3 separate regions of the Mus musculus genome follow, and regions 1 and 3 are each linked to region 2. Evidence: chromatin contacts called from public HiChIP or PLAC-seq and promoter capture Hi-C data. All regions are on one chromosome and are shown on one strand. Each heading gives the region's core, a stretch centred on a gene start, on an enhancer-like site or on the middle of the called end of the contact. The rest is flanking DNA. Distances are from core to core; before and after follow the strand shown. Region 1 overlaps Atf6 (activating transcription factor 6). Region 2 holds the start of Sh2d1b1 (SH2 domain containing 1B1). Region 3 overlaps Atf6 (activating transcription factor 6).

The links. Promoter capture Hi-C pulls out the DNA fragments that hold promoters and counts their contacts. HiChIP or PLAC-seq counts read pairs in DNA pulled down with a chosen protein or histone mark.
Region 1: a contact with region 2 is called in an H3K27ac HiChIP or PLAC-seq map of the NIH/3T3 cell line, with 4 times the contacts expected there. The contact joins the enhancer-like site here to the promoter of Sh2d1b1 in region 2. A contact is called at or near these places in 5 of 39 promoter capture datasets (cranial neural crest, embryonic stem cells, liver and 1 more), 1 of 484 Hi-C or Micro-C datasets (bone marrow-derived macrophages) and 1 of 115 datasets of contacts at active chromatin or transcription factors (the NIH/3T3 cell line).
Region 3: a contact with region 2 is called in a promoter capture Hi-C map of hematopoietic stem and progenitor cells, with 2.7 times the contacts expected there. The contact joins the enhancer-like site here to the promoter of Sh2d1b1 in region 2. A contact is called at or near these places in 3 of 39 promoter capture datasets (cranial neural crest, hematopoietic stem and progenitor cells and liver), 1 of 115 datasets of contacts at active chromatin or transcription factors (bone marrow-derived macrophages) and 2 of 9 other capture datasets (liver and macrophages).

What each region holds. Positions count from the first base shown.
Region 1 is chr1:170,740,149-170,743,007 of GRCm38.p6, forward strand. The region is part of intron 15 of Atf6 (activating transcription factor 6); the gene reads right to left. Among named protein-coding and RNA genes, the nearest start is that of Gm23523, 10 kb to the right of the region's middle. Within about 2 kb of position 1,548, at least 31 of the 459 cell types and tissues checked have an H3K27ac peak or open chromatin away from gene starts, as enhancers often do. A contact at or near this core is called in the NIH/3T3 cell line, where this site is marked.
Region 2 is chr1:170,275,775-170,278,567 of GRCm38.p6, forward strand. It overlaps Sh2d1b1 (SH2 domain containing 1B1), which reads left to right and starts at 1,544. Exons shown (of 4, transcript NM_012009.5): 1 at 1,544-1,735. The coding sequence starts at 1,602.
Region 3 is chr1:170,707,829-170,710,593 of GRCm38.p6, forward strand. It overlaps Atf6 (activating transcription factor 6), which reads right to left. Exons shown (of 16, transcript NM_001081304.1): 16 at 1-2,259. The coding sequence ends at 2,051. Among named protein-coding and RNA genes, the nearest start is that of Gm23523, 43 kb to the right of the region's middle. Within about 2 kb of position 1,388, at least 87 of the 459 cell types and tissues checked have an H3K27ac peak or open chromatin away from gene starts, as enhancers often do. A contact at or near this core is called in bone marrow-derived macrophages, hematopoietic stem and progenitor cells and macrophages, where this site is marked.

The DNA.
Region 1 (2,859 bases), core at 298-2,797, 460 kb after region 2:
TTAATACGCAGTGAAAACAGCTGGCTTATCATTAAACACGCAAGAAGCTAGTCTGCGAGCAAGTCTTACTAGGAACAGAAATGCTTCCTCTTTGTTCTCATCATGGAGGATGAGGTCAGCAACACAGTATCTGCTACTCCGCAATTATAACAGCAAATTAACATTGACAAATTTACAGTCTTCACTCACTCACACATTGTTCTTAAGAGAGGCTCGGTCTACAGAATACTGCTTGCAATGGACCATGAAGTCCAGTTATGGTCATTTGAACCTTCTTAGTTATCTTAATAGTTAAGTATGGCTAATACCTACCTTGTAATAGTCTCTGTGAGGACCAACAGATGCAGAAATATATTTAATGCACATAGTGGGTGCTTAAAAGGGGAGATTTAAACCTGAATTTAAAACCCTAATCTATTGATGCTTCATGACAGCGTCAACACTGATCCTCATTGTAGTTTAGGTACCAAGGGTCTGGGCCTTCAGGAGAAGAATTACTATCAATGAAGGATCCATCATCAGTGGTACCCTGCATCCTACCATGTGTTCTGCCATCACCCTAGGTTTGCAGAGGTTGGAAAACAGCCCCTTACGGCTGATGAAGTCCAAGAAGAGGAAAAGGAAAGCTACTGTGGGTAGATGGTGGAGGGTCCAGTCTGGGAGTCAATGTGAGTCACTTTAGCTAGAGCCGTGATATGGATGGGGCAGACGGGGGCCTGGAAGAGAGGTATAAATGATTCTTAAAGTAAAGTTTTATGGATCTTAAGGTATTTGAATTACTTTCTGTTCATTTACTGGATTACCCTACAGTTTATGTGTCATAATATATATGACTACTTTTAACAAAAATTTAAAAGATCTTATAATCCTTTGTAATAAGGTTGAATTAACAAAATATTTTACCCCTAAACCCCCAAACTATGCAATAGATAGTCAGCAATTCTCAAAAACCAAACATTCTATTTAAAAAAATACTTTAAACCTCATGACTATTGTGAGTGATCAGCATTATCTATTCCTACCATCTGACTGCTCCAACAGTGCAGTTCATGTTTCTGATAATTCGCTCACAGTCCTTTTCATGGAGCCTTGCTCATTCTTTAAAATGAAAAAAACTGATACAAATACTTTACTGTCAAGTAAGTTGCTCCTGCTTTAAAAAAAAACCATAAAAGGCGTAGCAGTGCTATGATTTTCTTATGTACTTACTCATGTATTAAATTATCTCAGAGTCACACAGTAATCAATATCACAATGAGATGATTTTCCAACAGATGACAGAAATAGCTTCTAATATATTTATCTTTGCCCTCAGCAAACACTAAGTTGTTCTTCTGTGTGCTTTCAGTGATGTGAACAGATGGCTGTGTCACTTAGCTGCAGTGCTGTGTCCTGGGACCTGGAAGAATGTGTTCTAGTCTCAGCAATTCAAGTAGCCGGGCTGGATCCGCTCTTTACCACCCAGCATCTTTTTATGCCTCTCCTTATTTGTCTATCAGGGAGCTCTGCTAGACTATGCTTCCCAGCTCTACGACTCCTTATGATCTCCATGTGTCCTGCTTCCCAGGAAAGCTACTGACTCTGAGGCATGAATCACACTGAGCTGCAACAACAACATTACACTAAAAACAAAAGTGGAACCAAATTATTCTATTTTATGGCATCAAACTAAGCAATAATTGCAAAGGAATTTAACATTTATAGTGGGGATTTAATTTGGTTTTTAGTGAAGCAAATGCTTTATTTATTTGTTCTAGGCAAGAAGAAGCTGGAAGAAATGACTAATAGAATAGTTTTTATGTGACTTATTCTGTCCTTTTTATCTCCATAATCCATCAGAGTATTTCTGACTTGACAAGCGTGGCTGGTCTAGGTAACCATAAACATGCAGGAGGAATGGCGGTGTGTGAGGTTGGAGGGGAACCTTTCTCATTCTCATGGATCAGTTGCTTTGAGGGAAGTGATGCCATAAGCAGCCCCAGGGGAGACCAACAGCCATGTAGGTGAATTTGGAGGCACATCATTTAGACCCAGGGACATCTCTGGATCCAGACAGCATCTGAACTGGAAGCTCAAGAGATACCTGGAGCTAGAACCAGGCTGCTAAGCTCCCTGACCCTCAGGCACAGGGTGGATAAGATCTCTTCTTTTAAACCAGTAGGTTTAGGGGCAACTTGTGAATTAGGAAATAGATAACTCATATGTATAAAAATTGTTTTTGCTGAGATGAATTATCATCTTTTTTGTTTCTTTTTTGCCTAGAGGATAACTCCCCAATTGTAGTCTCTGTAAAAGCACCATCCTTTACAATCTTTTATACTGTTGTTAGGGAAATCTTTTCTAAGTATTACTAAGTATGCTCTTTGACAGCTTCAAACACGTATATAACACAATCTGATTATTCTCTTCCCTCCCCAACTTCCTCCTAACAATACCATCAATACCTCAACAGGTTCTTTCCCAGATTCAAGACTTTCAGTTCTCTTTTTGACCCATTTAGTTTAATCAAGGACATCTGTGTGAACACTGGATTGGAACGATCCATTAGAACCTTATAGGATCACTAGTGGGTAGACAACTGAGGAAATGCCCTCTCCCTGAGTCTATCAGTGGCAAATAGTTTAGCAGGAAGGTGTAGGGAACCCCTGAGCCCCTCCTCAATTCATTTTTGTGTAGACACAATGCAGGCACCACAGCTGCTGCAGCAAGGTTATGGCTGCCAAGGCTGAGTGCATCCTGCCCGGAGGATGCAGTCTGCAGCCCTTCTCCCTGTCAGTCTGCCTCTGCATCTTTTCCAGCCCCTCCTCTTTAATGTTCCCTGTACACCTCATGCATCCGTGAGCCTTAGGGATATCTTCT
Region 2 (2,793 bases), core at 294-2,793:
AAAATGTCATCCAGGAACTAAAACTCCTAATACAGGCACTGCTACATGCTGAAACAGTGGTCCTCAACCTTTCTAATACAGTGATCCTTTAATAGAGTTACTTACATGGTGGTAATCCCCAATCATAAAATTATTCCATTGCTACTTCATAACTATAACTTTGCTACTATTATGAATCAGAATGCAAATATCTGATGTATGACCCATGACACACAGGTTAAGAACCACTTGGCCAATACAGAATAAAGACCTAATCCTTTAAAGTCCATAGATCTGGTAAAGTCTCTAAAGGTACTAACCTTGCCTTCTGCACTTTGTATGTCTGCTTCAAGCTAACTGTTCTTTCTAAAGTGTGTTAACTCAGGATGTGGTTTTGTTCTTAAAAAGTCACACCCCCCAAAATGCTCAGGGATACACTGGGATCCCAAACACCCAGTGTATTTTCTGGCTAGGTAACAAATTCTTTCCTTCCTTCCTTCCTTCCTTCCTTCCTTCCTTCCTTCCTTCCTTCCTTCCTTCCTTCCTTCCTTCCTTCCTTCCTTCCTTAACTCCTCCCTCCCTCCCTCCCTCCCACTCCCTCCCTCCCCCCTTGCTTCCTCCCTCCCTCCCTCCCTCCCTCCCTCCCTCCCTCCCTCCCTCCCTCCCTCCCTCCCTCCCTCCCTCCCTCCCTTCTTTCTTTCTTTCTTTCTTTCTTTCTTTCTTTCTTTCTTTCTTTCTTTCTTTCTTTCTTTCTTTCTTTCTTTCTTTTGATTTTTGGTTTTTGGTTTCTTGAGACAGGGTTTCTCTGTGTAGCCCTGGCTGTCCTGGAACTCACTCTGTAGACCAGGCTGGCCTCGAACTCAGAAATCTGCCTGCCTCTGCCTCCCACGTGCTGTGATTAAAGGCATGCACCACCACTGCCTGGCAATACTTTCTATTGGCTTAAACACTTATCCAAGTAGTCTTCTATGATGGATGCACCCAAAAAAAGAGATTCAATCTTGACAGTATTATTGGAGCCAAGAACCCATGGCTAGAGAGGTCCTTGTACTTAGGGGAGAACCTGCTACTATTATTTTGTTAAATGGACATGGTATTAAACCAACTCCTTAATGACTTATCACAATTCTATCCACAGAGCAGGGCATTTCTCAACCTTCATTAGGGAAGCTTACTTTTGAATAGATGGCCATTAATGCAGAGCATGATCAGAAAAAGCCCAAACAGAAATGGATACCTAGTGCAGCAGGGTTAGTGGTTTGGCCCCTAGGAAGCCAGAAGCCAGAAGGGGTGATATTCTGTAACCTGTCCCTAGGGAGCTTGATTTTAGTGCTGCTGCTCCAGCCACAAACAGCACTGACTCAGGTAGAAGGTATACTCACCCACTTGTGTGAGTCATATTTGAGCCACCCACCCCTAGGCTGAAGTATCGTGGTCACTCCATTTCCCTCCCTTCTCATTTCCTGTGTCTTGTAAAACTGAACCCTACAGAGCAACCTCATTTGTTTAGACCACAGTGGAGGAACAGACCTTCCACTCCTCTTCACTTCCCTCTTCACAGCACCTCCTTGGCCTGGGACTGATCTCAGGGTGACAGGGCGGTTTAAACATAACAACCCTCCATGGATCTGCCTTACTACCATGGCTGCCTGACCAAGCGAGAGTGTGAAGCCCTGCTCCTCAAGGGAGGTGTGGATGGCAACTTTCTGATAAGAGACAGCGAGTCTGTGCCAGGAGCCCTGTGCCTCTGTGTCTCGTGAGTATCCTCATCTTCATGCAGGCGAACCCTGATGGCAGCCATATGTTCAGGGAGTTGTATCTCATTCTATTTTGGAATAGGAATGGGCCAGGCACTGCCAGGAGAGGACAGAAGGATGTCCCTGCCCAGCTCTTCTGCCGGCCTTCCTCTCTCAATTGTGCATGCCACATGAGCAGAGTCTGAGACAACAGAAGAGGGTAGACAAGGAAGGAAGGAGAGAAGGTGATGGGGAGAAAGAACGGACATAGCAGCATTTTCTCTGCGTGCCTCTTTATGTGATGTGGAGAAGGTCGGGGGCGGGGGCGGGGGGGGCTTTACTATTGCATGAAAGGTTGGTTGGCTGCATTCACTTGCAGTATTTAAAATGCTAAGATTTCATATGCTTTCAGGTTGATAAAGGGCTTTACCAAACTGCATTTCCTCATTTCTTTTTATCCTTTATTTTGTGCTCTTATGAGACAAGCAGGATCCATTGTCATTTTATAGATGAAGAAATTGAGCAACACCAAACCCTTTATCATGCCTGTTACAGACATGGAGGAAGACTTTATTCAGGGTCCTCTTCACAGGTGTAGAGATTGATGCAATGGTGACTTCAGAGTGTGTGTGTGTGTGTGGGGGGGGAGATTGGCCTTAACTCAGAATACAGTATGAATTCAGTATGGGAAGTATGGGAAACCACTGGTCCCAAGGAATTAGGGTCAGGGAAGTCTCCATGAAGAAAGAGAGAGAAGAGAGGAGGAAGTAAAAGAAAGAGAAAAAGAGAGAAAGAGAGAGAGAATGGGCATGCATGTGCAGAGATAGAGACAGAGAAGAAGAGAGAAAGAGGGGGGGAGAGAGAGGGAGGGGAGAAGAGAGAAAGAGGGGGAGGATAGAGAAGGGAGGAGGAGGGAGAAAGGGAGGAAGAGAGGGAGGGAGAACAAAATGTGTTCATTACATGGGAAGGAGCTTCTTCTGGGGGAGGGGATGCCCAGCCCCGTGGCTGGAAAGTTCTTAGGAAGGGACTGGGGGATGCTGGGAGAACCTGGAGGCCAGGTCTGCTTGATATGTGAAAT
Region 3 (2,765 bases), core at 138-2,637, 430 kb after region 2:
CTTCCAGACTAGTTTTGAGCAGTCCTCCCCAGCTCCTTGGATCCCTGACCTGTGCTGTGGCCACCTTAACTTCTGTCTGCTCTTTGGCTGTGCCTTCCAACGGTCATCCCCACTGTTACCTGTAGGAGAGGCATCAGCCTTAGCAAACGTGACACTATTGAGGTCTTTGATCTGAGGCACTGGTACACTGGAGTCACTGCAGATTCTATTCGTGTCTCAGCAGATCAGCATCAGGAATGCGTGTGCTGCCTCTGTCCACAGCCACAGTCACATCCTCGTGTTGAGCTGCTTCACAGGCAGGAAGGACATGGCCACAGGGTAGCCCACCTCCCCCACAAATGGCTACTCCTAAAGGTACTCCATGTATTTGGTATCTTCTCCTTGGCACCCATTAGAGGACCAGCCCCCGGGACAAACAGGTCTTGTCTGAAAATCACCCGAGAGCCAATCAGGATGGACTGCGGCACTGAATTCAGCAAGAATGGCCCTGCCCTGAAAACATCTCACCTTAGCTTAGATGGCAGCAGTGCTGTCCAGGGAACAGTTGTTGGTGAACAGTGCCAGGCATAATGGGGCCACAGGCAAAAGATGACCTGACTGTGTGTCACTCCTTGTAGAGAGAAGAGGACTTAGCCGCCATTGTGCTTACTGGAATGGGACCACCTGACAATGGCAAGCCAGCTGGGAAGAGTCTATGAGAACCTGCTGAAATCCTGGGAAGGGAGGCAGCACATGACTGACATGAGTCCTGGCATCCATTTCTGTGAACTTGTAACGTACAATGTACAGTGCAATAGAAATGTGGCTGCTTGCTATGGTGAAGGAAGCAGGCAAAATACAATAAAATATATGTGAACATAACTTTGCTTTTTGTTTGTATTTGTTTATTTACTCATTTATTCATTCATCTATTTTTTGAGGTGGGTTCTTTATATAGCTTTAGCTGTCCTGTCCTGGAATTTGAAATGTAGGCCAGGCTGATATCAAACAAAGCCTGCCTTTCCTTCCAAATGGTGCTAGGATTAAAGCCATGTTCACAGCCATAGCAACAACAAAGAGAGCTTAATTCCTTTATCATCTTTCCACTGGAAAAACTGAGAACTTCACCATACTGTGCTGCAGCTTCTCTGGGAAGCCATGCTTGCTCTGTGCACTGTTGGTCCTTAAGGGAAACTCTCTAGTCTTGCTTAAGCCTAGTGACCTCCAAGTCCCTTTGCTGAGTCTGGTTTCACAGGAGTATGCTCTGGGCTGAGGGTCCACAATGAGAGGCAAGCATGTGCCCTGAGATCTTTGAAGATCTCTGCTGATTAGCCGAGTTCCAACACTGAGGGTGGCTATAGCTCTGAGCTTACCGAGGCCACAGGAACTCTGTGTTTAAATACATATGAAAATGGAGTCACTTCCCCTTACATTCCACCACTGGCCTTCCCTTCCCTTGTCTCCAGTGTGTGGCTCACTCTGTGACCCCCACAACAGTTATTTGTCCAGGGCTGAACCACAAATCACAAGTAAAAATAAACTCTTACCAACTGGAGATAATCCCTTTACCCAAACTCTAAACTGTTTTGACTCTTTGTGGGATGTTTTTGGCTGCTCGGTTTTTTGAAATGTGTTTTCTCAAGTATAACATTCAGAATGGATTTGAACCAAAGGAGAGAGAAAGCCAATTGGTGGAAACCACATGAGCATGTGTTCTAAAGCTTTAAATACAAATCTCTTTACTGCACCAGGAAGTGCAGTGGACAGAAGAGGAAGTGGGTCTGACCTGAAGGAAGATAACTGAGAACCAAACACACATTGAGAAAAGCACTAAAGATGACACAGCAGAACCAACACCAGGCGACACTGCCCACAGGGCTGCACTGCCACCAGAGAATTGCTCGCTAGCATGTTCCACCCCACTGGGTGGACGGTGACAAGCAGCGCACTTCCTGTTCTCTCTTCCTCTTCCCCTGGAGTTGCGTACAAGGCAAGTCTCTGCTTGCCGAAGAGGCAGAGAGCAGCATCTTCACCAGCTCTTCAGTCTCTGCTGTCCAGCGCAGCTCGGGCACTACTGCAACGACTCAGGGATGGTGCTGACCACATGGGTCGTCTCTGTGGTTGTTGGAGGGGAACCAAAGAAGGTGCTGGTTTGGTTCCGCTGATGATCCCGGAGATAAGGGGGAACCGAGGAGCTTTTGATGTGGAGGATCCTGGTGTCCATCACCTGACAGTCAATCTGCATCATTACTTCATAGTCCTGCCCATTGATCACATTATCTGCAGAGGAGCAGACACAGGATTCAACAGAGGGTTCAGGGTGGGAGCAGTCAATACACTTGCAAGGCTACAGAGCTTTATCAGCTTCTGCATCTGCGTGCCAATATGCCCTGCCCTTTCCTCAACTTAGTTCTCCAAGAGTCTTCACTGGTTCAGTAAGAGCTGTACCCTTCCCTCAACCTGTGGAGACTGATACACAAGAAAACTGAGGAGGAGGAAGAAACCTATCCCATCATCCCAACAAAGAAGAAATACTAAGGCCCTATGTCTTCTGCTCATCACATTCCCTACTGAAATCCCTTGCACTTTTGTGCATTAGTTGTTCATCTGAGGCCACTGTCTCCACAGGATTTCCTCTACATCTCAGCCTCAAACCCTATCGTTTCTTTCTTACTCCTACTTCCCTCCTCTTCTCTTTCCCATCCCCTCATTTCACTACTTAGATACTCACACCCTCAAGTTTCCTAACAGGTACCCTACTTCTATTGTCACTAAACCTTCTGGGG